2 separate regions of the Mus musculus genome follow, and region 1 is linked to region 2. A link is a contact called in public Hi-C data. All regions are on one chromosome and are shown on one strand. The core of a region is the stretch at or near the end of the contact, and the rest is flanking DNA. Distances in the headings are between cores, read along the strand shown. Region 1 has its middle 13 kb from the start of Il5. Region 2 overlaps Kif3a (kinesin family member 3A).

Region 1 (6,942 bases), core at 596-3,095, 140 kb after region 2:
GACATAAATGTGATACTATGTCCATTTAGCTGAATAACAGCAGGGCCTATGACCCACCTATCCACAGACACAGCATCAAACTGACTTCCAGCGACTTGTCCTTATACCTATAGATTCATGCATGTCTCGGCTCTCGTCAGAGACATTTTTATTGGCAGTAATTGTCGATTAGCACAGAGATCCACAACTGGTCAAGGAACAGAGAATGAGAGACTGCAGGATGTTCAGCCTTAGACGGGGCATCTATATTATACACCCCCTCCCAAGTTCAGGAACCATCAAAGGAAATGGGGTGGAAAGAGCATAAGCTTCAGACGTAGCGGCAACTCTAAGGAAACAGTCTTCCGGATACAGTAGGACAGCTACCATGTGACCTCGCAGCAGCTGCGACACCAGGCACTGGATTTGTGTAGACCCAAGCCTGACTAAACTTCAGCCCGAAAGGAGAGATGAGCACCAAGTCCCGCCTCTAGAGAGAAACTATTGGCAACTGATAGATGCTGTGGGGTGGGGGTGGGACTTCTGCAAGTTCTGGAGTTCTAGCCATGCTCCAGTGGAAGACCGCACATCCAAGAGTGTGGGCAATGCAAACCAGACATGATGGGTTACAAAAACAAAACAACAAAAAAGCCCACAAATCTGGGTGGGTAGGCCGGGGGGGGGGGATCTGGAAGGAGTTGGGGAGGGCTGATTAGGATCAACACATTGTTTGAAATTCTCAAAGAACCCATTTTTTTGGGGGGGGGGAGTCTGTTTTAAGAGCAGAGAAAAATGACTGCATGCATGCATAGTAGCTGACCTCCACTCTACAGTGGAGGGCTCCGAACCTGATGCTGCCAATTTCAGGCTAGAGCCTCCCACCTTAAAGAAGGCAATCGGGACAACCCCACCCAACCCCTACAACATGGCCGCCGGCCAATCTGAACTTCCCGTTTCCGGCGATTCTAAGTTGTGTCAAGTTGACCATCAAAATAAACCACCACACTGAATAACTTGGAAGAGTAGTTACTGAGGGGACTCCTAAAATGAGAACAAGATGTAGGGAAAGAAACCTATCTAAAGTTAGTAACCGCAGGAGTGGAACCAGAAGGCTCAGGGGTACTATATACAGAGGAACCCTTTATGAACACTGGAACTTCCTGTGAGGAGGGACTGGAAAGATGAACATCCTGACTCCATGCTCCTCCCACCTTTGGATCACTGACCAGTGCTTGCCAACCCACTGCCAAATCTACAGATGAAGAACTCAGCAGTGGGCCAGTGAAATGGTTCAGTTAGCAAAGATGTTTGCTGTTGAACTTGATGACCTGGGTTTGATCCCTGGGACCTACATGGTGGACGTGGAGAACCGACTCTGGACCTCTAATCTCCACTTGTGTGCTGGAGCACGCATGCCCCACTTCCCAGGCTTAATAAATAAATATAACTTTTTAAAGAGTCTAAAAACAAAAAGAATTCATTTGTGTTATCCACTGAGGTCCACCTCCAAGTACCCAGGAAAGGCTGAGGGAGAGCTAAGGGCACCGGAGAGGCAGGGTCTCCCTTCCCAAATGTGGGAATTAATAGGTGAGAACCCTTCCAGCGCAGACCACGAAGGAAAAGATAAACTCATTCACTCACTTTGGCATTTGCGAAGACCGGTGGCGAGCTAGGGAAAATATTGACAATGGACAAATTTCCAGAAAGTATCGCAAAGTTCTCTTAATTAATCAGAAAAAGATAATTAACCCACTCAAAAAGGAAAAGAAAAAAAAAAAAGGTGAAAGACTTGAATCAGCACTACCCAGAACAGGAAATGCAAATGGCCAATAAACACAGGAAGAGATGCACACCGAGTTAGTTACCAGGGAAATGAAAAATTAAACCACAGGGAGATAACACTTCGCACCCACCCGACTGGCAGAAATCAAAAGTCAGATATTACACCTCAGTTCAGGATGTGAAGTAAAAGGAATTCTGATACATCACCCAGGGAATAAATTGGTAGTTTTGAAATGCAGATCCTAGAACACATTTCCGGCACACGCACCCGGTGACCCAGAGGTTCAACCTAGTATATGCCTTAAAGAAATCCTTGCCCACTGACCAGTTACAGCCTTGCTTTAAACAACTTCTTTTTCTGACCATCTCTCCCCTCCCCCCTCCTTCTTGAGACAGACAGGGTGTCTGTCACATAACCCATGCTGGCCTTGAACTTACTACGTATATTAAATACCTGACACCACCTCCTTCCATCTCCCAAATGTTGGGATTACGGGTACACACCATCATTTCCCATTTAAATGAAAAGTTAAATGTATTATTTTATGTATATGATTTTTTGCCTGCATGTATATCTGTGCACTGCATGTGTGCCTGGTTCCTGAGAAGAGCAGAAGAGAGCAGCAGATTCCCTGGCACTGGAATTACAGACAACCATGAGCCAACATGTGGGTGCTGGGAATTGAACCTGGGTCCTGTAGAAGAGTAGCCAATGCTCATAACCATCTCTCCAGCCCTAAATAAAGGTGGTTTTGTTTTTTTTTTTTAACTTCATGGATGATTTCAGATTTAAACAGAATTATTCAAATAGAGTAGATGCCCTCATCTTTGTGGCCTTTCCTCCCTGGGTGGATCCTTCGTAGATACTGATTTCTTTTTTATCCTTAACTAAAGGCCACACCTTACTCATATTTCCTAAATCTATCTAATATTCTATTTGGAGTAATCTTTTTGGATGCTGGGATTAAGCCCATTGCTTCTTGCATGTATACCATGGGCCATACACTCCCAAACCTTCAGCATTACGTTTAATTACATCAAGTCGGAGGAGGTTATGTCAGGGGTGGGGTTGTAGGGGAGGTTGAGGTTTCATAGGTTTTGGTTCAGTTGATTAAAACACTTTGTGCTGTTAAACAATTGGACCTCCTGGAATTGCTGGTTCGGTTGCACAAGAATGTTCTACTCATCTGGAAGTGCTCAGTAGGGGCTAAGGAGCAGTTTGGTGAAGCTAGGACACAATGGAGTCACTTTGGCCTGTCCTTCCTCATTCCAATATGGCCATCGTGGATCTGACCTGCTGCTCAGAGAGAACTGCCAAGTATGATGACATCAAGAAGAGGGTGAAGCAGGCATGTGGACCCCAAAGGGAATCCTGAACTATACTGAGGACCAGGCTGTCTCCTGTGACTTTAACAGCGGCACTCTTCCTCCTATGGTGATGGATGGCATCGCTCTCAATGACCACTTTGTCAAGCTCATTTTCTGATATGATAGTGAACTCAGCTACAGAGACAGAGTTATGGATCTCATGCCTTACAGGGTCTTCAAGAAATAAGAAGCCAGGGGCTGGAGAGACGGCTTAGCGGTTAAGAGCACTGACTGCTCTTCTGAAGGTCCTGAGTTCAATTCCTAACAACCACATGGTGGCTCACAACCATCCGTAGGGAGATCTGGCGCCCTCTTCTGGAGTATCTGAAGGCAGCTACAGTGTACTTACATTACATTAAATAAATAAATAAATAAATAAATAAATAAATAAGGAAAAAAAAGAAATAAGAAGCTGGGTGGTGGTGGTGCACGCCTTTACTCCCAGCACTTCGGAGGCAGAGGCAGGAGAATTTCTGAGTTCGAGGCCAGCCTGGTCTACAGAGTGAGTTCCAGGACAGCCAGGGCTACACAGAGAAACCCTGTCTCCAAACAAACAAAAAAACAAAAACAAAAAAATAAAGAAAAAAAAAAGAAATAAGAAGCCATGGACCACCCACACCATAAGAGAGGGGCCCTCAGCTGCTGAGGAGTCCCTGCCTGGATTCAGTCTCCATCACACTGAATATACCCTCACAGTTCCATTCCAGATACCCAGACAAGTTAGGAAACCCTATTCTCTCAATTACCACCAGTAAAGTTCACTACCAGGGACTGAGGAGATGGCTCAGCAGTTGAGAGCGCTGGATGCTCTTCCAGAAAACTCAGGTTCCAGTTCCAGCATCCACATGACATTTCACAACATTCTGTAACCCAGGGGGAGCTGGTGCCCTCTTCTGGACTCTGTATATGGTGCCCAGACATACAGGCAGACAAAGCACCCATAAGGATAAAAGAAACAAACAAACAAAAAAAGTTCCCTGCAGCCCCTGCCCCGAATAGGCAAAATAAAATAATATATAATATCAGAACATTTACATCTGTGACAAAACTTTAAAGGGTAACAAAGAAATGATTAACTCAGAGGAGGGGCTGGGATGTAGCTTCCTTGGAAGAGTGCTTGCCTGGGGTGCACAAAGCTCTAGGTTGGATCCCCAGCACGCTATACTCAGTGCTGGCACGTCGGAAGTAGGACCAGAAGTGCAAAGGGCTCCTCAGTTACATTTTGAGATTGAAGCCAGCCTCAAGGCAGTGTCAAGACACAGAGGTTCAGGGGTCAGGGGAGAAGAAAGGAAGGGAAGGGGAAACACCTGTTTCATGTCTCTTCTGGCAGGAGGGGATTTGGACACTGTGGTGGGGCAGGGGGTGCCCTCTGAGTTGATCGAGTTTGAGGTCGTTGGCATGAGTGCTGTTTTCTCTCGTACATATGACCGGTTTCATAATAATCAGTTTGAAAGTGCCCGAGCCTGCTCTTTTCTACCCCTGGAAGGGTACTTCCCACCCAGTACTTTCTACCCCTGGAAAGGTACTTCCCCTCCCCCTGTTGAATCGAGGTGGGAGAAACCCGGAGCTGAAGCAAACAGGAACTTCTTTCTGTCTTGGAAGAAATGGGGTTTTGTCTTCTACCATTCTATTCAAACCCCACCATACATCGCGATGCTTCCCGTTTCTCGGATGTCTAGAAAGACGCTCACAACACTGTAAAGAGCGGAAGCAGGGCAGCTTACAGGGTCCCCTAGAGCCCTCAGCATCTTTCGAACGGGCAGGCTGGACTCTTAGCAGTGGTCTGGAATGAAGGCCAAATCTATGCTTCTAAGTGAGGAATGATCCCAAGTGTGAAGGCTCGTAAGCAAGGCGACTCTCCTTGCAAGAATCGCCACAACTAGAAGCAGACCAGTTGCCCAGGCTACTGGGCTCTGGGCACTGATGTTCCACATCCACCTGTCACTTGTCCCTGAGGAGCATCTATGGCAGTACAGGATCAGACACAGCCCTGCTTTAGCTCATGGTCTCCAGTAGAGGGAGACAGTGAGCGCACATACGAAGCGGCTGTACAGGGTGGTAGGGTGAGTGCGGCGGAGGAGCGTGCGATGGATGTGAAACAGCGCCGTGTTCTGCATGTGTTCAGTTTCCCGAAGCTGGACAAAGAGAATCACATTCTCTCTTGCTAAGGTCCAAGTCCAAAGCCTTTGCCAAAAAAGCGAGAATTTCCCAGGGCCTGTGCTGTCGAGGTGATCACTAGGTCTCTCTTGACGCTGCTGCGTGTTTTGTTTTGTGGACCTTCTTAGCCGGTCAGGAGCTTTGGCCGTGTCCTGGAACCTAACAAAACGCAGACCCTTGGCACAGCCACACTCACCAGCTGTCTCTTGGTCTTTGAATTCCACCTGAGCACAAACAGACCTGTTCTTTTTCTTTTACTTTGTTTTAGATTCATTATTTTTCTTCAAAAAAAAAAAAGTTTACATTTTTTGAGACAGGGTTTCTCTGTGTAGTCCTAGCTGTCTTGGAACCCACAATGTAGAACAGGCTGATCTCAAACTCAGAGATTTGCCTGCCTCTGCCTCTGTCTCATGAGTGCTGGAATTAAGTGTGTGCCACCATGCCCAACTTATTTTATTTATTTATTTATTTATTTTTTTTTTTTTTTGGTTTTTCGAGACAGGGTTTCTCTGTATAGCCCTGGCTGTCCTGGAACTCACTTTGTAGACCAGGCTGGCCTCGAACTCAGTGATCCACCTGCCTCTGCCTCCCGAGTGCTGGGATTAAAGGCGTGGGCCACCACGCCCGGCTCCAACTTATTTTAAAAATATTTTACTGCTGGTCAATGGTGGCACATTTTGAATCCCAGTACTAGAATGGCAGAGGCAGTCAAATCTGAGTTCGAGGCTGGCCTGGTTTGCAGGGTGAGTTCCACGACAGCCAGACCTACAAAGAGAAACCCTGTCTTGAAAACAAAACAAAAACAAAGCAAAGCAAAACAAAACAAAACAATTATATGTGTATGTGTGTGTGTGCATGCATGAGTGCATGCATGTGTGTGTGTACACGCGTGTGTTCATATGGATATGTGCCATGTGAGTGTTTGTGCCCATGGTGGTCAGAGGAGGGCACGGGATCCCCTGGAACTGGAGTTTCAGGCGGTTGTAAGCAAAGTACTGAGAACAGAACTCAGGTCCTCTGTGAGAGCAGTATGGCGAGCCCCTGCACTTTATTTTACAGTCAGATTCTCACTATGCAACTGCCTACCCCTATTCTGAGTCAAGGGGTCATTGGCCCCTAAACTGAGTGATCTTCCTGTCTCTGTCTCCTGAGCCCTGGGCTTTCCAGGCTTGTATCATCACCAAGCTCGCCTTTTGAAGTCTTTTAGAAAATAGATCAACCTTGAAACCACGAGCTCAGCTCACTATCTCCCTCTTGTGGCCGAAATTCCCACCAGTTGGAGGCTGCTCAGTGCTGTCCCTCAAGAAGCTGAGGTGCTTTTGCTACATTAGAAAAGAAGCCAAGTTCCAAGTTCCGTGCTCTTTCCAGTTGGGCAGGCCGTTGGCGAGATCCAACACCGCCCCCTGGTGGCTGATATGTTAATTTTCAGCGCCCACTCCACTCCCCTCATTGTTCCCACTTTAGAGGCCTTCAAATAGCTGGACACCAGCCTTCCTCACCTCCTCCCCAGAGTTCTGGGATCCAGGTCTGCCTTCTACATAAGCAACCTTCTGCCAGTTTACACCAGCCCATGCCTAGCATCAGTCTGATTCAGATGCAGAGAGAAGGCAGCATTCAAGGAGACAGAGAACTGTAGATCTCTGCGAATTTGAAGGC
Region 2 (7,013 bases), core at 2,761-5,260:
CTCCAGGAATCCTGCAGTCTCCACCTGCCCTTTTAAACATCGGATACACTATCCAGAACATTTAAATGGATTTTCAGTTTGCATTTGGTGCAACAAAAACTTAATGAAGAGAACAGATAAAGGTGTTTTCTAAATAGCCAATAATGGCATGGTAACAGACTAAAAGTCATTGTTAAATTTCTCTCCAAGGGGAAGAAGTGTCAGGCTCTGACATCAGTGGGTCAGAGGAGGATGACGAGGAGGGTGAACTTGGAGAAGATGGAGAAAAAAAGAAAAAGAGAAGGGGTAAGTTTTGCTCATGCTCTAACCAGTTGGAACTGGCTAGAGCTGCCCCCTGATGATGCAGTGGCCACTTTTTATTTGCTGTTTTTAATTAAGGTAGTGGTTCCAACAGGGAGTGCATGCTACATGCAGTTAACCTTGTAAACTTGTTGTTTATCTTGCCACCTAGGATGCCATATCATCGCTTGTAAAATTTTAAGTTGTAAAACTCTGCGGTAGTAGACACAGCATTGGGCAGTTTTACATCTTTGTTAGTTACCTATTTGCTTTTGAGATTAGGACAATGTGGGATTTCTTTTCAAGGGATGTTAGTTGTTAAAAGCCATGTGCCCAGAGCTAAATTTGAATGAGGACTACAGGTTTTCCTCGAGTTCCTTTCTTTGTGAACCGTGGGTCATTCTTACCCTGTAAGCCTGTGGTGCTGAGGAGGCTGCAGACAGCACATAGAAAAGGATGTCCCTGCCTCATTTCACACTCAGACCTCTCCTCAGCTACTGCAGGCTGTGCACATTCATAGTTAACCAAATCGTTTCTTGTTGAAAACAGACCCCTTACTGCTTGATGGGGAAGCCTAAGTCGAAACTGAAGATTCTGTACAATCAGAACCTTCAGGGGAAAAGCACCGTTGTAGGGCAGGAGTTGGCAGACTGCAGCGTGCTGGGCAGATCCTTGTGGAACCTGCTTTTGTAAATAAAGTGTTTGAAAGCAGCCATGCTCATTTGTTTACTTGTGGTCTCTGGCTCTTTCACACTAAAGCATGTGGCCTGGCTGTTGGGCCTTTTGCAAAAACTGTCAGCTGTCCCTGACTTTCAGAGCTAGTTAGTTTTCTGACCTGAAAGCAGATAATAGACTTATTAAAAGTAAATTTTATGTAGAAAAACAGTGCCACTGTTTAATATGTTAGGATATTTTAAAGTAGGGGCTGGTGAGATGGCTCAGCGGTTAAGAGCACTGACTACTCTTAGCAACCCACATGGCAGCTCCCAACTGTCTGAAACTCCAGGTCCAGAGGATCTGACATCCTCAAATACCAGTGCACATTAAATAAATAGATAGATAGATAAAATATTTTTTTTTTAAAAAAGCTATCTTGCCGGGCGTGGTGGCGCACACCTTTAGTCCCAGCACTTGGGAGGCAGAGGCAGGCAGATTTCTGAGTTCGAGGCCAGCCTGGTCTACAGAGTGAGTTCCAGGACAGCCAGTGCTATACAGAGAAACCCTGTCTTGAAAAACAAACAAACAAACAAACAAAAAAGCTATCTTAAAGTACCACGTCCTGAGAAGCTTCACATTTTCCGGTGATCCTCGTCAGTTATACTCCAGAGCTTTAAACATAAGGAAGTAAAGCTGCTGTCTCGAGGGGAGGAGGGGAATTGGAGACAATGTTGTCTGTGATGAAGAACAGCTTATTTTTATAGTGTGAATTGTGTGACTTTGTGGTTTAAAGCAGTTTCTCCTCCTTAGCAGCTTAGATAGATTTGCCTGTCACCGAGTGACTTTCCTGTCATTTCAACCCTCTGAATAATTATGTTTTAGATGAGTAGTGGGGTTTGCCACTGCTGCAGATCTTTAAAGAAATGCATGGCTTTGTGGCGAGAGTTCAGTGGCGGGACTACCTAGTTTCAAGCTGGAGTGAGTCGCGCTTGAATGCAAAGCTTCAGTGTCCCCTGAGTCCTCCTGCAGAACTCAGGTTTTCTCTGTGTACTTGTTCAATCTTGTTCCTCTCTCTGGTTGCCGTGGGCTCGTTTCTTTGTCTTCCAGGCAGTAGCAGCAGCAGTAGCTCAGACTCCACATGTTCTGTCATAGAGAAGCCCCTGGATGAGTTCTTGCCTCGTGAGTGGCGGCCCTCACCTTCTCTAACAGAGCTCTGGCTTCTCCATCACTCATGGGCTTCATTTGGGAGATGCTGCCCCACTCCCTGTCATGACTGGTCCATGTTGGGCTCCCTGTAGAACAAGCATGTGATCCCCACCCTGCCATGGCGTCAGTGAACTGTGAAACATAGGCCAGAGCCTATGTTTGAGACAGTGGGAGAGAGATTCATGCTTTTGCCACTGAGATAATGTAAGAGAGCCAGTAAGCTGTGTGAAAGAATAATTCACAGGGTTCTTTCTTATGCCTCATACATTTTAAATTCTGGTCGGTGTAAGAGACACAAACAACAAATCTTGAATCTCTACAAGCACAAATTAAAGTTTGTTGGTGCAGCAGCACACACTGTAACAAGCCATACGTGCTCCAGATAAAGCGATGTGTGAAGCCCGAGGCGGAGAGAGAAGCCTGAGTGGTGCTTCATGCCAACCACATGCTTCCCTGCTACGGTACCAGGTCCTTTTTAAGACTCTGAGATGTGATTAGAAAACTCAGTCACAGAGTTCATAAACTCGGTCCAGACTTACTTCAGACTGAGATTTTATTATAAACCATTAAGTTGAAAAGCGCTATGTACCTTTGTCTATTTCTACTTTCAGAAGAAAATGGAAGCCATGCTTGCTTCCCCAGCTCGCTCGCAGCTTGCTGTCTCTTAAAGCATTATCTGTATCCTTACCTGCTCCAGACTAATGGCAGAGACCGTTGCTTTCAGCTGTACTAGGGAATAGTTCAAGAATCTCAAGACACTGTGTCTGTGACACTGTAGAAGCAAGTTACCAGAAGAGCTGACCTCCCCGGATAACTTATAAAATGCACGGCATTGTTCAGACATCACATAGAAGCACAGTTTTGTGTATAAACTGTGAAGTGAGAGAAGTACCTGAGCAGGCAGCAGCATTGTTCTCCAGTTTTCTGTTCTAAAACTTACATTCTTAGAGAGTAGCTACATGAAAGTGGGTTGTGAAATGAGTTGTACCTTATTCAATTCAAGACCTTTCTTTCCAATTCAAGAAGCTTTAATTGCTGTTTGCATAGTGAACACTTACTTTCTGTTGTTGTAACATGGATGTGTTGGGGAGTGGAGAGCATGTGGGTGCTGTGTTAACTGTGTGTATGCCCCCTCCCATTAAAAAATGCAAATGGCCGCTCAGTGTCCCTTGCTTGAATCATCAGTTGTCATTTTCTTCTCTAGTCGTTAAGTACCCAGAACAATCCACCATAGGCGGAATGGGAGTTTGCTACTATACAGGTGCACTTCATTTTATGTAACTAGAGCTGCTTACAAATCAAGTTGGAAAATAAAATATTATGAACTGAATGCCTTTAAAATTCATTAATCCTTTTGTTAGTCACATGATCAGTATAAACTACTGTAAATTAGTTTATCTATTTTGTTGCTTCAGGTCTACCTGGTAGATTTTCTTTAAATGGGGGACACCTGTAATGGGTTTTTATATAGGAAGAAAAAACATTGAATTGGGAAATTTTGGAAATGGACAATGAGAGCTTTGCTACTTTTAATTTACTAATTTTAAAAATTGACTTCGTTTGCCCTTCTAGCTATTTTCCAGGTCTTAGCAGGTTCCCAATTCCATGTCTGTCACCCATCAGCATAAGCACATGCTCTGAGCGGTACCACCTGCAGGGGGCGCTGTGGGCACCTGAGATTGCGCGGGAACCACAGGGTGAACTGAGGCTAGCATTCGTGCTTGTCTTACCGAACGAACATGCTTTCTTTTTTCTGTCGGCTCTGTTTCAGTTTTGATTATTTGATTCATGTCTGTGCTCGTGCTAAATGAGTGCTGTTACACGTTTTCTCTGTTTTACAAAGGAAATAATGTTTTCCTCTCTTCCCTCCCCATCTCTGTGCACACGCTTCCTGTCTGCGGCTCGCTTACCTTACCGCTGCTTTGCAAGACCAAGCAGGTTGGTGTGATTGGCTGGCACTTCACCTGGTGCGCTCACTCATTTTCTCAAGACCTTTTATTTAAGTACTTGACTTTTTTATTTTAATAATTTTTACAAGGTAAGTATCTGTCTTTTTAAAACAATTCCATTTTAGCTATTTTAAAAGCCTTCTCCCCTAAATCCTTAAAGACCTATTAAGTCAGTTTTTGAAAATGTACTTGTACCTGATTTGACAGCATTTTCCTCCTCTTTTGAAGGCCAAGAGTCAGTTTTTATTGCCTACACCATGGGTTCTTGTGACACATGTGACATTAGTCGGGTTGTCACTTCCTGCAGCTCTACCCATGCCCACCCCATCAGGTCACCTTCACTTCGGTGGCCCCTGGCAGACAGGGCACTGGAAGGCTCACTACTTCTCTTTGACTTAGCTAAATACTTTTTATACTCACAACATGCCTTTTTAGATTTATTTACTTAAACTTTTTGTGCTAAATTTTATCAGTGAAAACTAGAAAAGTTTCTGAGGTTGGGTTTTTCCAAACCTTCTGGAGGTTTTGTGGTCGATGTTTTGTTTTGTTTTTTAATTGATTTGGTTGGTGAAACTGCGTGTGGTCCCGGGAATGAGCCCAGGGCTTTGCACATGGTGGCCAAGCACTGAGCTACGCCCCCATCTCCTTTAAAAAAAAAATCTCTTCAGAAGCATATGTAGACTCTTATGCCATTGGAGCGGTCCAAGTACCCATTGAGGGCACAGAAGGCAGATTGCTTCAGGCTCCTCACAGCATCCCCCAGTGGAGAGCAGGCTACTGGAAGCTAAGGCTTATATCTAGGGGAGCACGGGATACAAATTTATTCCTTAAAGATCTATGTAAAAGTTACTCTTGGTCACCAAATTTTTACACAGTCACATTTAGCTTAAAGTATTACTTGAAAAAAATAATGTGACTTGTCACAGTGATTCTGGCTAGAGCCACATGGGACTTGAATGTGTGGACCTTTGAACTGACCCTAGCTGTGTGCTCAGTGTCTTCATGAAACCCTCTTGAGCACGGTGAGGCGCTTGCATCTAAAGCACGGATTTGGAGGGATCACTGTGTAAGACAATCACCTCAGCAACAGACAGCATTTATACATCTTCCTATGCAGCCCTGTTTTGTATTACTGCCTCCTAATGGGTTTTTTGGAGCTGTTTATAACTATTAGCAAGACAAAACACTATGAGTCCAAAATTACATTCCCATATTGACCTGCACACCTCATCTCTGATCTTAGTACCCAGGCCTTCCACACACGCTGTTTTTGTTTTAACGTATTTACCATTTTTCTCTAAATGTTTGTAACCCTGAGGTGGAAGTTACATGATCTAAGGCGTATGTACTTCCTGTAAACCTGAGCTTAGACTTTTCTTCTCAAATTTTTAATAAATTATTGCTGATAGAAAGTCTTTTCATGGAGTTCATTGGGAGTAAGAATTCAATTGTTTGTGAAGACTATTCTGTACAGCATAATTCTGAAGGTTCAAAGCAGATGGCTGTGCCGTTAGGCCCAGGCCGCCTCGGGCCCAGAGTGCAGTGAATCACACCACCCCAGCCCCTGGGTCCCAGCTCTGAGCTCCTCGTTGGTTTGTGCTTAGATTTTGCTTTAGTCTTTGGTTCTGAAGAAGGAACGATGCCGCTCAACTCTTGAATTCCTAATGTGATTTTGTCGTAAGAGTTGAAAAAGCCTATGCATGGTCCTGCCTTTCACGGCTCCTGCAAGAGTCTGCTTAGATCTGTAGTCCCCTTGCCATTGGTTTTCGGTTCCTTTTCCTTCTCAGCAGGAGGGCTGGATTTGGGGTAGAGGTATTAGTTTATCATCCTCTGTCCTTGTCCCTTGGGAAGGAAGTAGAGAATGACAAGCTTTCAGGAGAGCCTCAGGCCTGACAGTTCTCTGAAACGCTTGTTGTTCTGAAGGAACACAATTCTAAGAACTTGCATCAACCACAAATGAATTGTCATTTGCTCAGTTTCAGAACCACTGAGGTAGCGCTTGTTTTCTTTGTTATTTGTTTTCATATAACTTCATGACTTTGAGATTCACTGGTGAACTTCGTGTGAGCAAGCTGCATCTGTCTGCACACATTAGGACGTTGCTGTCAGTTGGAAGCTGCTTTTTAGCCTTAGTAGCTCATAGCACTTCTGCTGACGTCATACTTGGCATGGTTAATATGAGTTAGGGACTTTGAGGATCTAGTTTGACATAGTAAGTTACTTTGGTGGCCCATTTGTGACTTATCAGGGCAGCTTTCCAGTGTGACATGCCTGCCTTAAATAAGTAGCTTACAGCTCGAGCGTGCCGGTGACTGAAGAAATTTCCCTTTTCGCTTCTGTGTGCTATTTGGGGCTCACAGGCTTTGCTTTTTATTTGGCTTTCCTGTTAATTTTCTTTCCCTGTTTTCTGCACATCTGTTTTGTTCCTCTTCATTTTCTCCTTTACATGTCACTACACAGTTGGGTAACAGTTTGGATTTATTAATGAATTAAAAAATCCTAGGAACTACTAAGTGGAAGCGGAAGTTTAACATTCTCTGTTGATGACTGAGCGTAGGCATGGCTATACTAAGCTGATTCTTATGTCTGAAGCACCGACTGCTTTTAGTGACTGCTGCAATTACATGACTCAAATAGGTAAAAAGAAAGTTTCCCCAGATAAGATGGTGGAAATGCAAGCGAAAATTGACGAGGAGAGAAAAGCACTGGAAACCAAACTTGACATGGAAGAAGAAGAAAGAAACAAGGCTAGAGCTGAACTAGAGAGACGGGAGAAGGACCTTCTGAAAGCCCAGTGAGTGTGGTGGCGGGGGCTGGGGGTGGCCTCATGACTGCGGGCTCAAGTGTTCTTCATAGGATTGTGTGTCAGGAAGATCGACCAATTAAAAAACAACCAAGAGCTTGATTTTCATCTCCAGCATA

The links. A called contact is a pair of places that touch in the nucleus more often than the background predicts.
Region 1: a Hi-C map of the G1E-ER4 cell line shows a contact between it and region 2, with 5 times the contacts expected there. The contact joins two enhancer-like sites. A contact is called at or near these places in 9 of 39 promoter capture datasets (3T3-L1-derived adipocytes, the HPC-7 cell line, HPC-7-derived erythroid cells and 5 more), 4 of 15 datasets of contacts at CTCF or cohesin (CD8 T cells, the G1E-ER4 cell line and the NIH/3T3 cell line), 69 of 484 Hi-C or Micro-C datasets (B cells, the Ba/F3 cell line, CD4 T cells and 42 more), 7 of 115 datasets of contacts at active chromatin or transcription factors (the HPC-7 cell line, T-cell acute lymphoblastic leukemia, Th17 cells and 3 more) and 4 of 9 other capture datasets (adipose tissue, embryonic stem cells, liver and 1 more).

What each region holds. Positions count from the first base shown.
Region 1 is chr11:53,730,621-53,737,562 of GRCm38.p6, forward strand. No RefSeq gene overlaps it. Among named protein-coding and RNA genes, the nearest start is that of Il5, 13 kb to the left of the region's middle. Within about 2 kb of position 1,846, at least 3 of the 459 cell types and tissues checked have an H3K27ac peak or open chromatin away from gene starts, as enhancers often do. A contact at or near this core is called in the G1E-ER4 cell line and group 2 innate lymphoid cells, where this site is marked.
Region 2 is chr11:53,586,646-53,593,658 of GRCm38.p6, forward strand. Kif3a (kinesin family member 3A) reads left to right here. Exons shown (of 18, transcript NM_008443.4): 9 at 190-285; 10 at 4,072-4,080; 11 at 6,729-6,885. Among named protein-coding and RNA genes, the nearest start is that of Kif3a, 23 kb to the left of the region's middle. Within about 2 kb of position 4,011, at least 29 of the 459 cell types and tissues checked have an H3K27ac peak or open chromatin away from gene starts, as enhancers often do. A contact at or near this core is called in the G1E-ER4 cell line and group 2 innate lymphoid cells, where this site is marked.